Regions from separate parts of the Capra hircus genome. Here region 1 is linked to region 2. Evidence: chromatin contacts called from public Hi-C data. All regions are on one chromosome and are shown on one strand. Each heading gives the region's core, a stretch centred on a gene start, on an enhancer-like site or on the middle of the called end of the contact. The rest is flanking DNA. Distances are from core to core; before and after follow the strand shown.

Region 1 (5,502 bases), core at 858-3,357, 180 kb before region 2:
CTTCCAACAAGTGTGGCTAATGAGGGTGTTCTGCAATCCACCAAAATCTCTCTCTGGCACAGTTTTGACAAGTCCTGGTCCTAGGAGACAGAGGAAGTGAGGCTTAGAGGACTAAAGGGATGGGGCAAGTAGGGGGAAAGGCCATATTAACACCATTGTCTAGAAACAGTCACTTGCCCTTGTTACCACAGGAGTAAGGGGAGACTGTTCCTTTACAGAAAGCCTGTGGTTGTTTAAACAGAATCCAGGCACCTTCTCTCACCATCCCGTGCATGCTCCTTCTCTCTCTCTGGCAGGTAGCCTGTGAGAACAGGGCCCATCTCTGGCGGTTTTTATAAGAACCCAGCTCAGGTTCGGGGAAAGTCACAGATGGTCTTGGAATCAGACAACCAAGGGAACATGATAATTTCTACAGGTCCGCCACCAGAGGGCAGAGCATCACCACAGGAAATCTTGAATCAGCTGTCGTGGAGCCCACCGCCCAGCACTCTGGGGTGACTTCTCCAGAATGCTGGGTTGCAGCTCTTCCAAATTCAGTTTCCCTGGAGCCTGGCCCAGATCTTGGAGATCATGATAATAACTGCAGACATTCCTCCTCTTCAGATCCCTCGCCCCAGGCTACACCCACACAGGTGTCTAGACATTTCCGTGCCAGGCACCATTTGTTTGATGAGGAGAAAAGTCAGGGAGAGGTTGGGACAGAGGAACCATAATATTAGCCAAACAGCATCCCAGGCTGGGGACTGTCATTTCCCGCTGGAGCCCCTGGATATAGAACGTGTTCACTTGATGCAGAAAGGGAAAGGAAGGCACATCAAGATGAGAGATTGGTTTGCTCCTCTGTGTTACTGCTGCGTTTTCACACCTTAGACCCTGGAAGCTTAGGTCCTAATTGAGGGCCCTCATCAGAGCAGATTGTAGTTGTAGGGCATTTGGACAGCCCTTCATTCACTGGCATAAAGTGGCATAATTCCTAAATCACCATTCCCATCTCCTAGATCCTCTTTATTGATTTTACCTTTTCAACCTTGTATGTCATGAAAACAAAGATCAGAGAGGGTTTTAGGGTGAATGGCAACAGAACTCTTGTACTCCGTGCCTCTGTCAGGGTTTAATAAGTGGGGTTATCTGTGGCTGTGCAGAGAAGGCTCAGAGTGGTCCCATTCAGGTGACAGCAGTTTCTGGCTTCCCCATCACCTCTACCATGAGGAGGATAAAACAGTGCCAGGAAGGCATAGGGCAGAGAATAGGGCCCTTTCACCCTTGGTTTATTCCTACCTTCTGGGGAAATAACTAAATGGTCTGGGCTCTCCTTTCTTGAATTTGACGATGATAGCTCCTCTTGAAGGTCAGTATTGCAGGGGAGACAAGTTTGTTTTTTTTTTAATCTTGGAATTGTCTATCCCATTTCAAAACGATCCCTGCTCAAGCCTCAGGAAGACAGCTATATGAAGAATGAGGAATCAAGATCGGCTGAATAGAGGTTATCAGCCAAGGTCATGGATGGTGTGAAATGTCAGATTAGCCTGATTTCGCTCTGTGTTCTCACACGCACACTTCCTGTCCTGGGAGTTTAATTAGTTTCTTCTAGCACAGGAAATGTGGCACATCCGGAAATACCTCATACTTAGTGTATTATTAACCTACTGTGAAACTCCTCTTGTTCTGATGATCACCTTAAGCAACGTCTCACGGGAAAAATCTCTGGCAGGCAGTCTTGGGAGCAGTGTTTTAGCCATAGCCATATTTCCTCAACATCCCAGCTCACTTTGGGGTCATTTTTTTCCCCAGTACAGTCTTGGGCAAATCACTTACCCTCTCTGGTTGTCATGATGGTTGCAGCATTTTTAAACTGAAAGTCAGAAGAAAATTGTCTTCTGCTCCCTTGCTTCTTCTCGGTACTACCTTCTTGCTTCCTCTCACTCCCCATCCCCCACAGCAGATTCTACATTCCAGCCACTTCCTGCCCTAGATAACACGCAATGCTCTCTGCTTTGAATTCTTTCTTAAAACATGTGCTTTCCTGCTAACTCCCACCGATCCTTTGGGACCCAGCTTTGACGTCATCTTCTCCAGGAAGGCACCCCTGCTGTCTCCCTGCCACCACTTCCCCTTTGACGTCCCTGTTCTGTGTGCCCACAGCACCTACACACCCACCGCCACGGACTGCCCTTGTCTTATTAATTTGCCTTCTCTTCTGGATCGTCAGCTTACTTTGCACATCCAAACTCAAGCTCTGGTCCTCATACTGTCTTTGCTGCTAGGCTCAGTTTTTAGTAGAGATTTACATGCTCCTCACCCAGACCCTGCTTTGGATGCCAAGTAGAGAGTCCTGGCTATGCTCTTAGATACTCCTGCCATTGCAGCAGAACTATAATTCCGAGAAACCAAAGTTTTTGGTTTCCATCCCAAAGGTTGGGCTTCCCTCATAGATCAGTTGGTAAAGAGTCTGACTGCAATGCAGGAGACCTGGGTTTGATTCCTGAGTCAGTAAGATCCCTTGGAGAGAGAAATGGCAACCTACTCCAGTATTCTTGCCTGGAGAATCCCATGGACAGTGGAGCCTGGCAGGAGGAATGGAGTCGCAAGAGTCGGACATGACTGAGAGACTAAGCACACCAGAGGCTGAGGGGATGTTTTTGAATAGTTTCTGTTGAGAACTGAAAACTTTCCAAGAAGAGGAAAAACCACATTCATCTCACGAAGTTGACAATGGACAGGGAGTTTTCATGTGCACTCTAATATTCCCAAGTAGCCTCAGACACAATGATCTTCTTTGAGAGATTAGGAGACTAAGGCCCTGAGAGGGACTGACTCAACATTCCAGAGACAGGAAGTCATGAAGCTGTGACTAGAAGTCAGATGGCATCCCAACCCCGGTCTCCAAGTCAGGGAAAATATGCTTCCTCACACTTCCTCCCACCTACCATGCTTCTCAGACACTGTTGTCTGTCATGCCTGCGTGAGCCCCAGAAAGAGTCACAGAGGCAGGTGATGGGAGCAGACGGCTTCCTGCGGTCTCAGAGAACACCGTGTACTCTGTCCCTCCTTATCTCAGCAGTGCATCGATCCCACACTTGGAAAAATCAATATTGGCAAGGACAGGAGAAAGGTTTGCTCAAACACGTTTGTCACTTGAGGTGCCTTCAAACACATTCACACAGCAGTAGCCCTCAGACTCTGTTCCCCCATCACAGCTACTTACTCAGACCAGACTTCCTGCTATGGGCAGATCCGTGTGTGGGGAATGGGGTCATGGAAGTTCAGGGTGAGGCGTCTGAGAGGCCCTTCAGCCCAACTCCCCCAGCATGGTTGAGGAGTCTGAAGCCAAGAAGCGAATGATGTGCTCAGGGTTACTCAGCTGAGGGGGCAAGAGGACCAGGATATGAATTCAAGTGCTTGGATGTCATCCCCACGCCCTCACATCTGGATCACATTATACATGTATGAGTGGTCAGGAGGCCTCCTTTTCTTCCCTGCAGAAAAGTGTCAGACTGCCCAGGCCCCTGTGTCTGGTGCTCCTCTGTCAGAAGTCAGTGCCTGTATGAAGGGAGTGTAGAGCAGTGGTTAAGAACAGAGGCCTGGGACCAGATGGGCCTGAGATTGTAACCTGTTTCTACCAGAAAACTATTTAGCTCACCTGTCTCCTAGTTTCCATATCTGAAAATCAAGTTATGTGCCAAGGATTGATTTAATGACATATTGGGGTGTGTGTGTGTGTGTGAGAGAGAGAGAGTATGTATGTAAGTCACTCAGTCATGTCTGACACTTTGTGACCCTATGGACTGTAGTCCAACAGGCTCCTCTATCCATGGGATTTCCTAGGCAAGAATACTGGAGTGGGTTGCCATTTCCTTCTCCATTTAATGACATGTGTTAACTTCTTAAAATCATTAAAACAGTCCCATGAGATTGATTCTGTTGCCTCTGCCTACGGTCACTTCAGACCCAGAGATTCTGCTTACCCAGAGTTACACACCTAGGAAGCTGCAGCCGTGGACCTTGAACTCTGGACAGCAGGCTTTGATTACTGCGCTGTCATCCTGCACGCTGAACACGCATCTCCAACACACCCACCCCACCCAATCTGGCAGGCACCGCACCTGTCTGCAGACAGTAACATACCCAGGCCAGGGATACCAGCTCCATGCTAAGCTTGTCCCATAGTTGACCCAGAGAAACAGAAATGGAAAACCATTAGTCAGTGTGGCTTCTTTGGGGTTCCCCAGACTGTGTTGCTGTGCTCCTCCATAAATGTACACTTCCAAGACATTCTTTTATCACCAGAGTCTGGTTTTGCTTTGTGCAGGCTTATTTCTGAAGCTGAAAGCTACAGTGGCATTTGGGCATATCCAGGAAAGATCTGACAAACAGATAAATGTTTTTGACCCCACAGAGTCCCACAGAAACTTGCTTCCACAGCGAGGATGGCCCAGGCTGGATATTCTCAAAGTTCTCTCCACTCAGCATATTAACTATTCATCCTGTCCTTAGATACTCCTCTGTGATGAAATGCTAAGTGACACATTGAATATTCATCACAATGCACCTAGCACGGGGCCAAGGGTAGAATTAAGCAGAACAAATGTGATTTCTGATTATATCTGTTTAATTCTAGGCACTGAACACCCTCAGGCAGCTAGGACTCCATCCCATTCTGAAAGGAAGCCAGGAAACTAGGTTCCACAACATTCCTTTATGTGCTGCCAAACTGTCATGAGAATCCTGGCAAGAAATTCTTTCCCTTTTTGCTTTCTTTTTTAACTTTTAAAGACTGAAGTATTATTTACATGCATATTTGTATGCACCCAAGCAACCACCACTTGACTCAAGATATAGAACATTCTAGCCAGCCCAGAAGATTTCTTCATGCTTCTTTCCAGTCAATACTACCACTCTCCAACACACACGTGACACCATTGTTTTGACAAGTAACCATTTTTTTGTAACACTAACTTAGAGTCTTCCTTCCGTCATTTCTGTTCAATTCCTCTCATTTTTAATTTGAAGGTGAAGGCCAAGGAGTTATCTACTGTTCATTGACCTGAAGTTCACTAGATTGGAAGCAGAGGAAACAAAAAGCTCTTGGACAGTTGGAAGAGAGATGGTGCTGGCTTGGCTGGAAGAAGGAGGCTGGAAAGTAGAAAAGGAGGAGCAAGACTTGTAGAATGTATTTGGGAGGCAGCGGTGACAGGATTGGATGTGACAGCAAGGGAAAGGGTAGAATCAGGCATAATCTATGGGTTTTGACATGACTTTCCTGTTGGAGGGTGATTCCATTTGTCAAAGCAAGGAAGATGGCAAAGGAGCAGAGTGATATCAAGAGCTCTGTTTGGACTTGATATCTTGAGACAGATGCTAGGTGTCCAAGTGTAAAGACAAAGTATCTGGCGTTCAGGGGAGAGATCAGTCCTGGAGAGAGAGATGTATCTGAGAATTATCAGCCTGTTGATGGATTTCAAAGCCTGGGATAGCATAGAATTACCCAGGTGAACAGAGCAA
Region 2 (5,254 bases), core at 428-2,927:
TATAAATGTTCACGTTGTTAACACTGGATAGACACGCTCATTGTTACATAATGAAAGCAGTTTGTTTTGCAGGCAAAGTGATCCCATACATGGGGTACCTGGGGGTGTGTGGGGAGGGTCTTTTAAAAGGAACTTACTGGGGGAACGGACGAAAAAGCAGGAGCCGTGTGGAAGATGGGAAGACCTGGGGGCCTTGACTTCAGATGCTGCCTGCCCTGATCCTTGTACTCACCTTCCAGCCACATCCTCAGTTCAGGTCATCTGTTGGTTAAAGCAGCAGTTCACTACCTCACTCCCTGCCCTGCCCAGTCCCATCCTCAGGCCCTCTGCCAAGTGAGGGCCCTGTTCTGAATGGCACAGTGTTCACCCCGAGAAGGGGCAGTGGGAAAGAAAGGCAAGATCATGTGCAGCCACGCCTGGGAAATAGTGTGCATACCATCAGAAAAACGATCCACCGAGCCCAGCGGGCCAAGTCACCACACAGGACCTGCGGTGAGGGGAGTGAGGAGTGGGTTCTCAACATGCTGCATGGGCCCCGGAAATGGTGAGGTGACCTCTAAGATGGTGTCCAGCACCCAGGCTGCAGGGCAGAGCTGCCTGCATGGGATTCACTCAGAAGGGAACAGGGAGGGTCTGGAGAAGAGACAGGATGTGTGAGGGCAGGGACTGAGTCTGGATGCTAGAGATGTCAGACTTTTTCTGAGCGCTGAGAAGTCAGAAAGGAGCCTCCGAGCCCATGTTAGTGGCTGATCTCTTTCTCTCTCCCGCACTCCCCACCTTCATTAAGCCAGATTCTGCTTCCGGGAGGCTCTCAGAATCATAGTTCACAGCAGAATTTGCTGTGGAAGGTATTACATGGATCAGTGGTCTTCTAGGAGATTAGCCCCAAGTCACCCTGGCAGGCTGGGAACACTCTTCCCGGGGTGGGTAGATGATTGCAGGGTTTGTCAGAGAGAGGAGTTTGTGTTAATTAAAGCTCCAGTTTCTGGGTTCTGTGTTTGCCAGGAGGAAGGGACTGTTGTCAAACAAGCTGATCTCAGGTGAGTTGGAAGTGCTGAGGTTTGGAGTTTGACAAGTAGTGGGGGCAGGGGAACCCATTTTAATTAACTCTCAAAATCTCTCTGCAAGGAGATCCAACGAGTCCATCCTAAAGAAAATCAGTCCTGAATATTCATTGGAAGGACTAATGTTGAAGCTGAAACTCCAATACTTTGGCCAGCTGATGCGAAAAACGGATTCATTTGAAAAGACCCTAATGCTGGGAAAGATCGAGGGCAAGAGGAGAAGGGTACGACAGAGGATGAGATGGCTGGATGGCATCACCGACTCAATGGGCATGAGTTTGAGTAAACTTTGGGAGTTGGTGGTGGACAGGGAGGCCTGGCGTGCTGCAGTCCATGGGGTTGCAAAGAGTTGGACACGACTGAGCAACTGAACTGAACTGAACTGAACTAAAATCTCTCCCGCCCTTTCTTAAAGCGCCTCGGGATCCGGGTTAGCAAAGATGCAGGGAGTCACGTGCAGTTTAGAAACCATGGCTTGTAGATACTCACTTCCCTTCTCTCCGGTACTGGTGAAGGAAGGGTGGCCTCAACCTCCAGCATTGCTGCAGCCGCAGCTGTACCTCAGTGCGGAGATGCCGCCGCGTGTGGCGCCCTCTGGTGGCCACGGACTGCGCATGCATCTGGTTCTTTGGGCCGAGCGGATCTCCACTTTTCCTGCGTAGGTCCACTGGGACCCTGGGAGTGGGAGCAGATTTCAAAGGCATGACAAAAGTGCTTAGGCCAAACTGTTATTACCTGCTGGTTAGTAAGTGCTTCCTAGGTGCCGCTCACAGGGTTAATATAGATATTACCATCCATTCATTTATTTCCCCAATATGTGCTAGGCATTCTCCTAGGAAGTCATACATAAGCAGCGATGCCAGAAAGAAAGCAAGTCACGAGACTGGGAAACAAGTCTTCTAAGCCCTGCTGCAGGGATGTACTTGGGTTTGAGGATGGGCAAGGAGGCAGCTGGTCCAGCCAAATGAACATAGGAGGGTGGTTGGAAATGAGGTCAGAAAGGTATCCAGGGCACAGATGGTTCAGAACCTTTCAGGCCACAGAAAGGCTGAAGGTGGTGCTGAGAACCATTGGATTTTGGACAAAGGCATGACATAACCTGATTTCTGTTTCTAAAAAATCCCTCTGGCTTCTGCCTGAGGCAAGCGTAGAAATGAGACCTGTTGAGGGCCCAGGTGAGAGATGAGTGCCTGGCGCTTGCATCACTCTTGGAGGAGATAAGACAAAGCATTCAGAATACACTGAAAACAGAGACAATAAATAGAAGTTGCTGATGGGTTTGTCAGTGGTAAAGAATCCACCTGCCAGCTCAGAAGACCAAGAGACACAGGGTTGGTCCCTGCCTGGCTTAAGCAGATCAGCTGGAGTAGAGAATGGCAACGCACTCCAGTATTCTTGCCTGGAAGATTCCATGGACAGAGGAGCCTGGTGGGCTACAGTCCAGCGGATCCCAATGAGTCAGACACGTCAGCACACACACATGCACACGATGGGTTAGTCAAAGGCCGTCTCCAGGGCCTGGGCCCCCGGCAGCTGAGTGAAGAGCAGCACTATTTAAAGGCATGGAAGAGGGCCAGGCATGGGGGTGTGGTGACAAAAACGAGAATTCCACTGGAAGTTCCTAATTGGCTGCCTATTAAAAGTGTAAGTGATGGTGCAAGAAACACCTGAGCATCCTTTTCCTTCTCTCCTTCATAACCCTCCTGTGCCTTTTATCAGAGGGCCAAGCACCCCCCCATCCTATTTCTCCAAAGGAAAGCCCACCCAGGGCAATAATGCCAAAGAGAAAGATCAGAGGGCTTCAGTAATCTTCCAGGGTGCAGCTCCATCTGAATGGCAAAGCTGGGGAGGAGGCTGCGATTCTGGGTTCCTGTGACTCACCAGAGAAGAGTTAGAAGAGGAGGAAAGTATTTTACCACAAGCTAACAAGTTGTTCTCTATGTGGCTGGACCACCCTACTGCAGAGTGTGGGATCCTACAGTCCCTGAGAGGGAGGCAGCCACCACTTCCCCTTGTAGGCAACAGTGCCTGCCGAAGGCTGCCTCCCCTGTCCTCTGCCAGTCCTTTCCTCCTTAAACACCTTGTTCAAAACTCTCCACAGCTGGATACTGGTCCTGATCTCAGGTAGCCTCGGCCTGCAGCGGCTTGAAGCAGGAGTTTGGTACCCCAGCCAGGGGTCAAAGTCAGGCGGCAGCAGTGAGAGTGCTGAATCCTAGCCAACAGACCACCGGGGACAGTGCTGGTGTTCAGTCCCTCAGTCGTGTCCGACTCTTTGTGACCTCATGGACGGCAGCACACCAGGCCTCCCTGTCCATTATCTCTTGGAGCTTGCTCAAACTCATGTCCATTGAGTCGGTGATGCCATCCAACCATCTCATCCTCTGCTGTCCCCTTCTCCTGCCTTCAGTCTTTCTCAGCATCAGGGTCTTTTCCAATGAGTTTGTTCTTTGCATCAGCTGGCCAAAGTACTGGAGCTTCAGCTTTAGCATCAGTCTTTCCAATGAATATTCACGGTTGATTTCCTTTAGGATTGACTGGTTTGATCTCCTTGCAGTTCAAGGGACGACTCTCAAGAGTCTTCCCCAGCATCACAGTTTGAAAGTATCAGTTCTTCAGTGCTCAGCCTTCTTTATGGTCCAACTCTCACATCTGTACTTGACTGCTGGAAAAACCATAGCTTTGACTAGATGGATCTTTGTGGGCAAAGTCATGTCTTTGCATTTTAATATGCTGTCTAGGTTGTCCGCTTTTCTTCCAAGAAGCAAGAGTCTTTTTTCGTGGCTGCCGTCACCATCTGCAGTGATTTTGGAGCCCAAGAAAATAAAATCTGTCACTGTTTTCACTTTCCCCCAGTCTATTTGCCATGAAGTAATGGGGTCAGATGCCATGATCTTAGTTTTTTGAATGTTGAGTTTTAAGCCAGCTTTTTCGCTCTCCTCTTTCACCCTCATTTAGGCAACCCACTCCAGTACTCTTGCCTGGAGAATCCCATGGAGGGAGGAGCCTGGTAGGCTACTAGTCCATGGGGTCGCAAAGAGTCGGACACCGCTGGGTGACTTCACTTCACTTAGCTTCTCTTTGCTTTCTGACATTAGAGTGGTATCATCTGCATATCTAAGGTTGTAGATATTTCTCCCAGAAATCTTGATTCCAGCTTGTGAGTCATCGAGCCTGGCATTTCGCATGATATACTCTGCATATAAATTAAATAAGCAGGGTGACAATATACAGCCTTGTCAAACTCCTTTCCCAATTTTGAACCAGTCCATTGTTCCATGTCTGGTTCTAACTGTTGCTTCTTTACCTGCATGCAGGTTCCTCAGGAGGCAGGTAAGGTGGTCTGGTATTCCCATCTCTTTAAGAATTTTCTACAGTTTGTTGTGATCCACACAGTCAATGGCTTTAGCGTAGTCAGTGAAGCAAAAGTAGATTTTTTCTGGAACTCTCTTGTTTTTTCTGTGATCCGTTGGATATTGGCAACTTGGTCTCTGGTTCCTTTGCCTTTTCTAAATGCAGCTTGAACATCTGGAAGTTCTCAGTTCATGTACCGTTGAAGCCTACCTTGAAGGATTTTGAGCATTACCTTGATAGCATGTAAAATGAGCACAATGCTGTGTTAGTTTGAACTTTCTTTGGCATTGCCTTTCTTCGGGATTGGAACAAAAACTGACCTTTTCCAGTCCTGTGGCCTCTGTTGAGTTTTCCAAATTTGCTGACATATTGAGTACAGCACTTTCACAGTATCATTTTTTAGGATTTGAAATAGCTCAGCTGAAATCCCATCACCTCTACTAGCTTCATTTGTAGTGATGCTTCCTAAGGCCCACTTGACTTAACACTCTAGGATGTCTGGCTCTAGGTGAATGACCACACCATTGTGCTTGTCCAGGTCATTAAGACCTTTTGGATAGTTCTTTGTATTCTTGCCACCCCTTCTTAATCTCTTCTGCTTCTTGCCATTTCTTTCCTTTAGTGTTCCAGGGACAGTAGCCTTTTACAAGACCCCCGGCCCATCAGCTTTGTAAAAATAAATTTCCTCAGCAACACAGAAGGTAAAGAAACAAGTAAAATGTTCATGTGCTCAGTCATGTCTACCTCTATGACCCCATGGACTGTAGTCCACCAGGCTCATCTGTCCATGAAATTTTCCAGGCAAGAATACAGCAGTGGGTTGCCATTTCCTACTCCAG

What was found. Hi-C and Micro-C count contacts between places; a contact is called where the count stands out from the background.
Region 1: a Hi-C map of blood shows a contact between it and region 2, with 3 times the contacts expected there. The contact joins two enhancer-like sites. A contact is called at or near these places in 3 of 5 Hi-C or Micro-C datasets (blood and liver).

The regions. Positions count from the first base shown.
Region 1 is chr3:87,943,781-87,949,282 of ARS1.2, reverse strand. No RefSeq gene overlaps it. Among named protein-coding and RNA genes, the nearest start is that of TRNAK-UUU, 80 kb to the right of the region's middle. Within about 2 kb of position 2,107, at least 1 of the 5 cell types and tissues checked has an H3K27ac peak or open chromatin away from gene starts, as enhancers often do.
Region 2 is chr3:87,759,399-87,764,652 of ARS1.2, reverse strand. No RefSeq gene overlaps it. Among named protein-coding and RNA genes, the nearest start is that of KCNA2, 15 kb to the right of the region's middle. Within about 2 kb of position 1,677, at least 1 of the 5 cell types and tissues checked has an H3K27ac peak or open chromatin away from gene starts, as enhancers often do.